2 separate regions of the Mus musculus genome follow, and region 2 is linked to region 1. A link is a contact called in public HiChIP or PLAC-seq data. All regions are on one chromosome and are shown on one strand. The core of a region is the stretch at or near the end of the contact, and the rest is flanking DNA. Distances in the headings are between cores, read along the strand shown.

Region 1 (6,651 bases), core at 2,509-5,008:
ATAAATGCCAAGTTTCTGATCTAAAGTCTACAGATACAAAGATAGCTATACATTTTGTTTTTATGTGCTTCAGACTTCTTAATCCAGCCAAGAGAATGCCCTGAGTAACCAAATGTAATATGCCCATACCTTGTTAGTCACTGGGAAAGTTGAGGTCAAGGGTGCTCTCTAAAGGAGCCCCAGCCTGAGTCTTTCTCCAAGCCTTCTTTAAGATCCCATCACAACAGTTATTCTCAAATCTCAAAACATTCTTGTTCTGTCTCCTCAAGACAACCTGGTGTATGAAGCCCCAAAGGGCAGGCTGCTTCAAGTCTTGCTTTTGATGGAGGGAGATTGCACCAGATGGCTCAAACACTGCTTTCTAGGGTATGAACAGGTGAGTGGTCTGTCTCTCTCTGAGGTACAAGTCACTGGCAGGTTGGTCTTTATTTGCCTGGCTTCCGAATCCCAGCCCCACCATCTTACATAGGCATCCACTGACCTTTTCCGTTAGCCTCTCCCACTCCACGAACAACTGCCCTCTTCCTTTTCATGGCAGCCCTTCTCTCTTGTGGTTCTGCCCCAGTGTTCTACATCAATATCCCACCAGTAGAGGCTGGCATACCTCCTTCCACTCACCTGCTGATTGCATAACTCAACTGACTCCAGAGGTCCCATCAAGCACAGGTCTGTATCCTCTTTGACCCACAGTCTAGGTATAATGGCAAATTATATTTACTGGCTCCAAGAACACTTCCTAGTATCCTAAACTCTGCAGCTTTGTGTTCAGGTTGGTTTACTTAACTCATAGTTCTAGAGATTCAAGGACCTCACAGAGGAGGTAGAGGAAGAGAGGTCACATTGCCAAAGGAAGTAGAGGCTGAGATATATGAAGGAACCCCATTTCCTCCCAAGGATGGCCCTTCTGCTATCTAGAGTTTCTCTCTTAAGATTTATTTCTTATGTGTAGTATATATCTGTATGAGTTTGTGCACTGGATCCAGAAGGAGATGTGAGATCTCTAGACGCAAAAGTTACAGGAAATTATGAGTTGTGAGCCAAACTCAGACCCTCTGTAATTACTCTTAGCTGCTGAATCATCTCTGTTGCCCCCTAGACTCCACTTTTTAAAGGCCCTATCTCCCAACATGTACACAAGGATAACTAAACTTACAACACATGAGTCTCGGAGAAAAAAATCATATCCAAATCACAGCTGTGTACAAATGGGGAAGGTATTATGGGTTTGAATCAGAATGATGTCATTTGCACATATGTTTGACCATATGTTCACCAGGGAGTAGAACTCTTTGAAAGGATTAGAAGAATTAGGAGGTATGGTCTTGTTGGAGGAAGTTTGGGGTTTTGAGGTTTTAAAGCCTATGTCAAGCCAGATTCTCCTTGCTACCTGTGGATCCTGATATAGAACTGTCAGCGACTTTCCCAGCACCATGTCTGTGTGCCACCATGTTCCCTGCCATGATGACAATGGACTAAGTCTTCAAAACTGTAAGCAAGCCCTCAAGTAAATGCTTTCTTTGATAAGAGTTGGCTTAATCAAGACGCTGACTTAGACATAGTGTGTCAGGCTAGGTTGTCAGTCCTTAGCGCAGGGCAAGGGTAGAGTCCAGGCTTCTTGGCCTTCTGAGTTGTGTTTGTTTGCTTAGTTTGTTGGTTTTTGCTTTTTGTTTTTGGTGTGTGTGTGTGTGTGTGTGTGTGTGTGTGTGTGTGTGTGTGTGTGTACTGCTGGGTATTTCTGTCTACAGTTGAGATATCACTCAGTATTGAAGGGGTTTGTCAATCTTGAGTTGAAATACTGGGTATAGAGCCTCAACCAAATATGCATTCAATGTGTCCCAGTAAAGAACAGAGGTCAGAACTTAGATATCAAGCTATCTGGAGGCAGCTCTCAGGGCCACAATCTACGAGCTGGGAAACTGCTCAACAAATTTACTTCGATTTTTTTTTTTTTATCTGTTAACAAGAGGCTTTAAAATCTACACATACTGCTTATACTATGCAGGAGTTATCTGGTTCTCAGGGAGGAAACTGAGGCACCTGCTCCAGGTACATCTGCCAGCTAAACATTCTGCACCCGTCCATGCCGTGCCTGTGAGGCTGGACTGTAAGGAGGCAGAACAAAAAGAAGCCACAAGGGGGGTGGGGGGTAGTACTACATAGTGTTCCATCAAAAACTAGGAGTGAAGGGAATCTGAAAGAAAGAATGAGGGGGAAAATGATTTAAATCTTGTTTTTAATAAACTTTAGTTGGGTTGGGAATTCTGAAACTTAATGCAAATTGTTTTTTATGGTGGCAGGGTGTTGGTGGGGAGGGAGGATCACCATGGCTGCAGCATGTGGTAGGTTACTCCTGGGATTGCAACACTTTGGGGGCTGAGCACCAGTTTGAGGCTACCGGGGATGATGGTACTGTAAATCCCAGGCTTTCCTGGCTACAGAATGAAGCTTTATCCCAAACAACAACAACCGAAACAATCACCACACATACAGCCACACCAACAAACACCCTTTCTTTAGATCTCTCTACACTACTGCAAAATTGGCTACACACAAGCCAAGTAGTACCGCAACATGAGACACATCTAGAGCAGTATTTTGAAGACAATCTCGTGCTAAGTCCAAATTATAGTTAACTACATCCCAAAATATGCGTAAGAAAGTGCATGCCACAAGTTGGCTTCACCGAAGACAGCTGTAGACTTCAAAAAAATGCCAGCTTTGTTGAGTTCCAGAGACACAACTGAAGACTATCCAGCAAATATGGCTAGTTCTTCACTTAAGATCAGAAAAAAAGCATTTCAAGACTTTCTTTCCACAAGACTGAAATCTATCAGAATTCTTTTCATTTAAAAGTGTTGTTTTTCTCCCCCCCCCCCCCCCCCGCCATGGCTCAGGTTTTAGTTTGGGTGGTTAGTCAAGATGTGTGGTCACAGGCAAACTCCCACTTCTTCTCAAAGGAAATGCTTGGCTATCCACGTGCTGACCAGCCTGTCACCTCCTTTCCATAGACTTCAGGGACCAGTTCCACTTCATCCCCCGCCCCCCGGGGGGGGGGTTTGCCTGTGGGCAGTTCATTGTCTCCCACCACCTGGAAGTGATCCACCCCTACAGGGCTGCAACCCTCCCTCTGGACATCAAAGGTCCCTCCCCACCATTTCCAAATTCGGCTCTCCTATGCTCAGGTTCTCCAACACTCATGATTCTGGTCCTCTCTGCCCCGCATCTGCTCTTCCTGGGGGTGTCTTCCTGTAGATCAACTCTCAAGTCCTGAAGTCTCCCCTCAAGCCTTCCCCCAAGCGCCCTCCCCCACCACATTTCCGATTCACTGTCGCCCCTTCATCTCCCTCCCCTTCATTTCGAGTCCTCATCCTAAGTATGCCCAGCTACGCTCTCCTCTCTCCCGGATCTGTCCTCTCCGTTCTGGGTCCCCATCCCGAGTGTCCCCTGCAAATAGGGCTCTCCTATCGCCAGAACCTGTTCTCTCCGTTTAGGTCCCTACCCTGATGCTGTCTGCACAGCTCTGCTCCGGTCTCCTGGGTCTCCGCCCCACGGTCCGAGTGCGCTGGCCACAGGCTCTCGACGCGTCCTAGGGCAGCGGTCTGGTGGCGATCCTTGTGTCCCAAGCAGGGCTGTGGCCTGGGCGGCCGCAGTAGTACTCGCGCGGTGGGGCCGGGGTCTAAGGGAACCCAGCGGACTGTGGACCGGTGGCGGTGGCGGCTCAGCGGGCGGAGTGCAGCAGGAGCTGCGCCCGCCCTCGAGAACCCCCGCCGAGTCATTTGACCATATAAGGACACACGCGCCCGGGCGGCGGGCTGGGCGCGCTGGCCAGGAGAGCCAGGCGCGGTAGCGAGCGCCCCTCGGCAGCCAGCCGGTCGTCGTCTGTTCCCCTGATGACGCTACCACAGACCTTTTGTTTGACTTAACCTCCTTCCTTGCTTCCTGGTGTTTGGCTCACACGGTCAACCCTCGCTGCGTCCTGGCCTTGGCTCCAGGGCTAGTTGCTATGCAGTGCAGAGAGCTGTAGCAGCTGACACCCAAGGGCGAAATGACATGGGGCTACTGTCACCAGGACACGTCCGGGTTGCGGGGTCCTGCCTGAGTGCAGCCTGGTGCAAGCATGGATGGGTCATTTGCAGATTTGGGGGAAGGAACTATGTGTGTGTGGTGCACACAATGACATGGTAGCCTTCTGCGCCTTACCTTGCAGACACTTTCCATCATGGAATGAACCAAACCGATGACCTAGAGAATCATTAATTAGTTCCACTAAGGAGCTCACTGATAGAAGGCCCTTTGCCCAACACTCAAGGCTAGAGAACTGTTGAACATTCAGTGGCTCCCTCTGGGAAAAAAGAAAACACTGGTCTTAATGTGTCCTTCACACTCTGAAGGACAAGATCCTCTGCAGAGTTGGCCTTTAAAAGGGGCACGGGACACTGTTCAACACAGTGTTGGGAGGCATACGGTATCCTCATGCCCAGGAAAGCCAGCTTCCTCTCTTGAGCAAATGAGTCCATATGCGGGCACGGTAGAAGATGGGCATGTGGAGAAGCAATGAAGGCCTGGGGTAGTGACTTGTCAGTGTTGTGAGGTGACAGAAGCCACTTGATGAAGGGATTCGCTTGGGTGCAGGGTCTGTGAAGGGATCTAGTTGGTCATCACTGAGATGGTATGGCCACTGGAAGGATGGGAAGTGGCTGGCCACATTTCCTTCTCAGCCAGGACACAGAGAGAAAAGAGACTGGTGCTCAGCTTCCTCTACCCAGCTCTTGAGAAGTGCTGTCCACCTTGGGGGCCAGTCTTTCCTCCTCAGTTAAACCTCTCTGGAACTACCACAAAAATTCTTCTAGAGGTGTGTCTCCTAGGTGATTCAAAACCCAGTCAAATGGACAGTGAAGAACCATCACTGGTCGAAGCTGTTTCCATCATTCGAGGGGAGCTGAAGGCAACACGTTTTCCAGTAAAGGCAGGAAGAACTGTGTGGTGGCTTTCTTCTGGTTGATACTTCCTGATTGGTGTCACTGGAGGGTCTCCGTGGTGGAACCTCAGAACTTGAGAAACAAGGGTGTTAGAATAACTGCCACGCAGTCAACATTAGCTACCTCTGGCCACTCCAGGGATCTTCAGGCCCTTTTGGTAAAGTTAGTTATCTCAATTAAATGATGAGGACTCTAGATGAGGTGAAGAGTTTCAGCTGAGATTTGCACTGATGTCTATGAGCTAGCAAGGCCATGAGAATATCTTAAAGGATGAGAAATTCTTAACTCCCGTCATTCACTCGGGTGACTCCCTGGAGTTGACACTTTCCTCAGAGGAGAGTGAGCAAGCTGAGGTGGGACACAGGAAATCCATCCCACTCCTGTCCCCATCTTGCAATTGAGGGATAACCTAACTAAATTCCCACTGATGGTCAAGGTACACTCTATCTTGGATTCAAAGTAAAGGGTACGTAGACAGGCTAATGGCTCTGAGGCTACTCAAGTTAGCTTTCTTATATGTAAGAGCTACAAACTGCAAAATGGTCTCATGATGGTGAGCCTTCAGCCTCATTTCTAAAACTCAGGTTCAAAGAGTAACAAAACGCCGATTCTATATTTACCCTTTCCTGTTTTGTTTTGTTTTGCTGTTTAAATTCTGTGAGTTATGCATTAGCTCTTATTCTTATTGAGGTAATTAGTTGTATAAATTTTCTTCTACTAACTACAATATCTGTGCGACATTGATTGTTATGTTGCTTTCTTTTTTTTTTTTAAGGTTTATTTATTTATTTTATATGAGTACACTGTAGCTGTCTTCAGACACATCAGAAGAGGGCAACGGATCCCATTACAGATGGTTGTGAGCCACCATGTGGTTGCTGGGATCAGGACCTCCCAGAAGAGCAGTGAGTGCTCTTAACCTCTGAGCCATCTCTCCAACCCCCCTATGTTGCTTTCTTAATTAAATGTTCTGTGATTTATTTTTGTATTTTCTTTTTGACATTAGAGAGATATGAAATAACCTCAATGATCACGTGGTCAGGAAAATCCAGTCTTTCAAAGCAGACTTACCCATTTCTACAAATATGCTGAGGAAGGGAGAGAGAGGGAGACGTCAAAGGACCAAAAAACAAACAACAAACACCGAGTCACAATTTGTGTTTGGATTTTGATCACAGAACAAACAATTAAAAGAAGAAACGTTTATGATCCAATCTGGGAAATTTTAGCATTAACAGGATATTTGACATAATTAATAAGTTAGTTTATTTTGTATGAAATGACATATACACATTTTTTTTCCTTTTCAAAATGCCGTTACTTTTAAGAAACTTTCCCAAAGTATTGACCAGTAGAGTAACAAGTCAGAGTTGATTCAAGATAAATCGAGGCAGAGGTAGTAGATGAAGCCAAAATGTATACATAAAACAGTCTCACTATGGATTTGATAGTAATTGAAGCTTGATAGTGAATGTTGAAATTTCATCCTATCTCTCCTCTCCCTTGGCAATGTTTGAAGTCTCATGATGAAAAATGTCTTTAAATTTAAAATACACATACCATTGGCCATTCCTAGGTTTCCCCCTTACATGAACCTATCTTGTATGTACTTGTTCTTATGTAAAATGATAATGCACTCGAGAATAGTCATTGCAGAGCTGTTTGTAACAGC
Region 2 (6,651 bases), core at 1,161-3,660, 40 kb after region 1:
AGGAGGAAGGAGGAAGGAGGAAGGAAGGAAGGAAGGAAGGAAGGAAGGGAGGAAGGGAGGGAGGGAGGGAGGGAGGAAGGAAAGGAAGGAAGGAGGAAGGAAGGAAGGAGGAAGGAGGAAGGAAGGGAGGGAGAAAGGAAGGAAGGAGGAAGGAAGGGAGGGAGGAAGGAAGGAAGGAGGAAGGGAGGGAGGGAGGAAGGAAGGAAGGAGGAAGGGAGGAAGGATCTATCTATGTACCTCAGTTGATTCCCAAGCTCCCAAGCTTTACAAGCCTGGGCCACTGTAGGTTTCAACTGGCTTTGTTTATGTGTTTCATTGCACTATACTTTATTCAACAGAGTAGTAGAACAAATAAATGTCTTGGTGGGATGATCAGAAGAAGTTGTTCTGGAAGTTTCTGTCCTTGTGTAGACACAAAGACAAAACAGTAGAAAAATAGCTGGTTTGTTTAAATCAGATCATTTCAGGTTGCCCTTTAGTATAAGGATGAAGGCAGAGGGAGTCATTACTACGCCCGCCGGTTAAAGCTGGCTGTTTGGAGAGTTTGGCTTTGTCTCTCAAGCATGGTATCTTCTTTGGTCAGATGAGCAGCTTAGTTTTAGCATGGTACTGTATCATGGTATGTGAATGACTATATCTTGATTTTCAGCCTCATTTGTGCAGGAAAAAGCATAGAGAGAGTAGACTGAGGAAGGAAAGTATATCCCACCTACCAGTCTGTGTAGGGATGGACCTCTATGGCAGAGTCTTCTGGAGAATTCCAGCCCCCCTGTCTGTACACTTGGATAGTTTGCCATGAAATCATGAAATCCTCTTCTCAGTCCATCAGCTAACTATCTATAGTGCTTCTCAGACAGGCTGAGCTGATCCATGCTGGACCATGCAGCTTCAGCACTAAACCCATCTGGAGCTGTCAGCACCATTACGGTAGTCATCACTCAGGGCTCTTGCCATGGCCTTCAGCAACCCCCCCCCCCCCCCCCCCGTTTCTCCTCTCACCATAGGTCACACTGACCATTGACTGCCATGGCCAACTTTGAGAGTCTGTCACTGTTGCTCTTTGCTCTGGGGTGGGTAGATAGTGGTTGAGTTCCTTCTGTGACCCTGATACCATAGCTCCCTGAGTCTGCCCAGCTAGTAACTGGGTCCCCTGTCCATTGCCCATCAGGAGTCTGTTCTTCTTGTCAGTTCTCAGGGTCAGTAGATTCACATCTCTCCCCTTCCTTTCCTCTCTTTCCTTGTCTGTTCCTGTGACTGCCCTTCCTCTTCACCATCCCCAAGGGCTGGGTGTGGTGTTAACAATGCTCCTGGCTCCCAGCCTAATGAGTTGGGTGTCTTTTGCTAGGGCTCAGAATACCACAGCAGTTTTGGCTTTGTTTTTTGCTGAGTGTTCTGAGTGAAAGGAGACCTGAATTCCTTAGAATCCAGGTTTCTCTGTCCTTCTGGCTTTCTGTTTCTCACCTCATAATCCTCCCCAAAGTAAGTCACAGAAACCAAAATTTCCCTTCTCTACTGCAGATCATAAGAATCAGACCTCCTCTTCCCCACACGAAGTCATGAAGCATAGGAAGGCCATTATCTTCCGTCTTTCTTCCCTCAAGCGCCCTCATTACAGAGGAATCCTGCCCCACATCTGCAGGCTAAAGGAAGGAAGGCTGCACAGAGCTATCTGGAGGAGTCCTGGTCTGAGCAGACATGCCTGGCTGGGTTTCCGCTCCATCTCTTTCCCTTAGCTCAAACTCCCATCTGGTCACATCTCAACACAGTGGTCTCTGCTTCACAAACTTAAGCATAAATGGATTCTTTTCCCTAGCCTTTGGGTCTTGGCTTCTGAAGGGCCAATATCATGTAGTCATGAATCTACCATACTTCTCTCTGGCTAACCTGTCCTTTCTTACAGGAGAGCCAGATATGACTCCGGTGATGAATGGAGGAAAGATCTCCTTATCATTGTTGCTCTTCTATCTATTCAGATGTGTGTGTATGCGTGTGCGTGTGCGTCTTGGGGGCAGGGGTTGGATTCATACTTAGTGACTCAAGAAGAGAGACAAGCCAGGGAGCCTGAGGATGAGCTAAAGGGGAAGAAGAGCAGGGTGCTGGGCCAAGAAGCCTGGAGGCAAGGTTGCTAGGAAGGAATGTATCATGTTTTGTAAGCAGAGAAGAGCAAAGGTAAAGGAAAAAGCTTTATGGTTTTCAAGGAGGAAGTTTGCCGATGTGGGACCAAGGTGAGTCTGGGTGCAGAGCCGAGTGAGTGGCTTAGGAAATGTTTCACCCACCAGATGTTTATCTGCAGAAACCAGGAGAAAAAGTCATGCTCCAACTGGCTGCTGAGACTACTACCTAGCCGTTCTGTCTGCTTTTACTGATAGCTCCGTGTAAACAGTTCTTCTGCACTTCCCAGAACAATGACTGGGAAGGTGGCTGCAGAAATGCCTGCTGTGTAAACACGCTCCTGCTTCTCTGGAAAGTCTCAGCCTGAAAAACAGCACTAGCTTTTCCTGCTGTGACAGAGTCCAGGCACCTCTTTCTTTTAAGTGTGGTTTGGCCAGAACTCCCTTGGATGTGGACAAGAGCCCAAGTATCTTCTCAAGCAAGAAACTCAGACTGGGGGTCTCTGGTATCCTAAATCATCACACTCTTGGGGGGCCTTAGAGGGTGATAGCCCTCTGTGCAGGCTTCCTCATCCTCTCCTGCCCTCCTGGCTGCCACCTTTCATTCTTTCTGTAGTGGTTTGAGTAAGAACGACACCCATACGCTCATGTATTTGAATACTTATTCACCAGGGACCGGCAGTATTTGAAAGAATTAAGAGGTGTGGCCTTGTTGGAGGAAGTGTGTCACTAGGGTGGGCTTTGAGGATTCAAAAGCTGAAGCCAAAGGATCAGGGTGCTGCTTTGCTCCAACACCATGCCTGCCTATGCGCTGCCATGATAATAATGGACTAGCCTCTGAAACTGCAAGCAAGCCCGTGATTAAATGCTTTCTTTGATAAGAAGTGCCTACGTCGTTGTGTCTCTTCATAGCAATAGAACAGTGACTAAGGCAAGCTATAGAGAGACTTCCCCAACATGGGTCATAGAATCCAGAATCTCCTTCCTCCACAGCTAGCTGCTTGTCCACATAAGAGCTGTCTATTAAAAAAAAATTCTCTGACCTATAGCATAATAATCGATCCCAAGACACCCCCACCCAGTTATAGAAAGAGTTCTGCCCCGCGTCTAGGAGAAAGAAATGTTGCACAGAGACACCAAAACTCTGGACAGCCAGGATCTGCCAGCCCCTTTCCCCAGGTCTATTCCACCAGCTCAGAATCCTCTGCACAATCACATTTTACATGGCACTTTTGACTTTGCCAACTTAAGCACCAAAAGGGATTGTTTGCCCCTTCTTTCATCCGGAGGCTTCCATGCCGTATGGAACTGTGATCAAATACGTTTGTTACTTTTGTTGGATTTCTGTCTTGTTGACAAATGCATGAGAGAAACCACTAAAGAGAAGAAACGTTCAGCTTTGCTTATTGTTTCAGGGGTTTCAGTCCGTGGTCACTGGGCCCCATCATTTTGGATGTTTGTGATAAGACAGAACACCCCAGGGAGAACATGGGGCGCAGTCAAGATGCTTACTTCCTGGGACACAAAAAGAGAGATTGGTACAGGGTCTAATTACTATACCACTCAAGATAAGAACTTCAATGGTCTAACTTCTTCCACGGGTTTCATCTCCTAGATAGAGGTGCCATCGTTTCCCACCAGAGTCATCAGCTTGGGCATTTAATACTCAATACAGTTCTAGATATTGTGGCATTGATCTGTAGTCTTCCCACTGGGGAAGTTGGGCCAAGTGCTTGTGGTCAGCCTTAGCTATATAGTGATATACTGTCTAAAACAAAACACAAGATAAAAAAATGAAACTAAACAACCAAACCGCACACACACACACACACACATACACACACACACACACACACACACACACCACCACCACCACCACCACCACCACCACCACCACCACCACAGCAGCAGCAGCAGCAGCACAGTGGATGCTCACAGTTAGTATCACCCCAACATTACAAATGTGGTGAACCCTCATTTTCCATTCCCATCCAATCTGCTTTTAAAGACATCATCCACACCAATTTATGTGCCTGGTAACAGCTCAGGAATAAATTTCCCAAAGTTCCTGATGTTCTGAAGGTAATCAGATTTTCTTTTCTTTTAATTAATTTTAATAGTTTTATCGTTGGAGAATTTCATTCATACATATAATGTACTTTAATAAAACTCACCCCATTCCCTCCTTTCCAAGGTTCCCTCTATCACACCCAGCACTTTCTCTTGTAAACCTCATGTGCTCTTTTAAAAACCCATTGAGTCCACTTAGTGCAACTGCCTGTATGCATATGGATGTATGACTGTCTACTAGAGCATGGGTAACTTTCAGTCAGAAAACTGACTCGAGCAGCCATCTATTGTCTCTTCCTCAGCTAGGGATGGTACTTCACAAGTCCCTTCCCCCACGTGTCCTGTGATTTTTGGCTGGCTTGATCTAGTGCAGGCCTTGTGTATACAGTCAAAGCCACTGTGAGTTCATGTATACAACGGCCCTGTCATGTCTGGAAAACATTCTTTTGTTATGGTCCTCCACAAGCTCTACCTCTTAAAATTGTTCCACTTCCCATTCCATGAAAATCCCTGATCCCTATGGGGGGAGAGGATGTGATTTGTATCCCATCCAAGGCTCAGCACCCCACAGTCTCTTGTTCTTTGCCCATTGAAAGCTTGGAGATTTCTATGTTAGGTCATCTTCTTCAAAAAGAAGCCCTTCTGATGAAACGTGAGAGATTCATAAGTTTGTGAGTACTAAGATAAGTACATGGGGGCAGTTATTTCTATGTCCATTTAGCAGAATAATGCTAATAGGTTCTTCCCTAGTTTATGACTTCCCTGGCTGTAAGTTCTTGGCTCATGTGAATCTATGTTTTTTGGTTTTTTTTGTTTTTTTTTTTTTGGTTTTTTTTTCTTTGGTCAGATAGTGAAAGATCAAATGGTGACAAGTTATATAGCCCAGTGAGGAACAAAGAGGGAGCTGAGAGTGGGTTGAATGTTTTCCTGTATAAACTAACCAGAGTTTGTACAAGAACCATTCTTAGGAGCTAGGGTGAGCATGGTCTAGATATGAGTGCCTGCCCAGGGCACTAGGTTCCATCTGCAAGAAAGAGGGAGTGGGGTGGGAGGGGAGGGAGGGATTCAGGGATGAGGGAGCGAGGGAGAAAGAGAGGGAAAGAGAAGGATCCAAAGAGGAGAAGGAAAAGGAGGAAGAAGAAGAAGAAAGGAAGGAGAAGGAAGAGGAAGAAGAAAAGGAGGAGGAGAAGGAAGAGGAGGAAGAAAGTCAGTCAGGTCTTGGATCTTGGCTATCATTGTAAATAATGATCATAATCAGGTCAACAGACTATAATTTTAGAATCGTTTAAAAACCATCATCGAGAAAAATTTAACCCACTGAAGAGATATTAGAGAGCTGCTTTGCTGCCTTTCATTGGATTATATCTAGTCAATGGAAGGAACCAGTATCAATTAAAAAGCAGGAGAGTAATGGCAGGTCCTCAGGAGCCTAGAACCTGCATCAGAAGAACTTCAAGTTGAAAGTGTCCTACTTCAGGTAATACCTCTTTGTCCCTAAGTCCTGAAGGGCCATGGTTTCAACAGTGCCCACAACAGGTTCCTGTGCTGTTCCTTATTCATTTCTCTAAGTGATGACCTTACCTTTGTTCCTTGGTTTAAAGGATGCTACAATTACCTAGGTTGATCTTAATATTCAGTATCACACCATTGAGAAATGGATTTTTAAGAGGTGATTAAGTCATGGGCAACCTTTCCTCATGAATGGATTAGTGGCCTGATAATGAGTGGGTTTTTCATAAAGGCTTGTTTAGCCCTTTTGATCTCTCTCAGATGTCCCCTTAGCATGATGCATTGCCTTCTTACTACATGTTATGATTGAGCACTTGTGAACCCATGACCTTGGTTTTCCTAGCTTCCAAAACAGCAAGCCAAGACAACCTCTGTTGCTTGTAGATTTCTCATTCTATGATATCCCGTGTCAGCAGCTGAAGGACCCTGCTCCAACTTCCCTGGTAGAGACATGTTCCCCTCACTCAGTCTGTGCTCACTGACCCACAGTCTTCCTAAGGGCAGCACTATCTTATACCAAAAGATCAAAGTGATTGCAAGACAAGATTGTGTTAGGGATCACTAAAGCAAGTCTGATGACTCAGAAGGTACCTGCCAAAGCTGCCTTCAAATGTTGTAAATGCCCCAACTTCAGGAGGAAACCACAAGGTAAAATTTTATAATGTGGTTAAAAAAAAAAACAAAAACTGTGAGTGCTTTAACCCTTTCAAAGGTAGAATTCAATGTATAACAAGTAGGTTTAGATTATCATGTAAGAACCTACACCATCCATTTCCCAAACATTTCACCATTCCAAACAGTGACTCTGTCTGTCTGTCTTAGTTAGGGTTTTACTGCTGTGAACAGACACCATGACCAAGTCAAGTCTTATAAAAAACAACATTTAATTGGGGCTGGCTTACAGGTTCAGAGGTTCAGTCCATTGTCATCAAGGTGGGAGCATGGCAGTATCCAGGCAGGC

Evidence for each region. HiChIP or PLAC-seq counts read pairs in DNA pulled down with a chosen protein or histone mark.
Region 2: an H3K27ac HiChIP or PLAC-seq map of extraembryonic endoderm stem cells shows a contact between it and region 1. The contact joins the enhancer-like site here to the promoter of Fhl2 in region 1. A contact is called at or near these places in 1 of 39 promoter capture datasets (the 3T3-L1 cell line), 2 of 15 datasets of contacts at CTCF or cohesin (CD8 T cells and the NIH/3T3 cell line), 18 of 484 Hi-C or Micro-C datasets (the HL-1 cell line, the HPC-7 cell line, cardiomyocytes and 11 more), 10 of 115 datasets of contacts at active chromatin or transcription factors (CD8 T cells, cardiomyocytes, embryonic fibroblasts and 5 more) and 3 of 9 other capture datasets (adipose tissue, liver and pancreatic islet).

What each region holds. Positions count from the first base shown.
Region 1 is chr1:43,160,203-43,166,853 of GRCm38.p6, forward strand. It overlaps Fhl2 (four and a half LIM domains 2), which reads right to left and starts at 3,759. Exons shown (of 6, transcript NM_010212.4): 1 at 3,500-3,759.
Region 2 is chr1:43,201,086-43,207,736 of GRCm38.p6, forward strand. No RefSeq gene overlaps it. Among named protein-coding and RNA genes, the nearest start is that of Fhl2, 40 kb to the left of the region's middle. Within about 2 kb of position 2,411, at least 30 of the 459 cell types and tissues checked have an H3K27ac peak or open chromatin away from gene starts, as enhancers often do. A contact at or near this core is called in extraembryonic endoderm stem cells, morula, pancreatic cancer cells and 1 more, where this site is marked.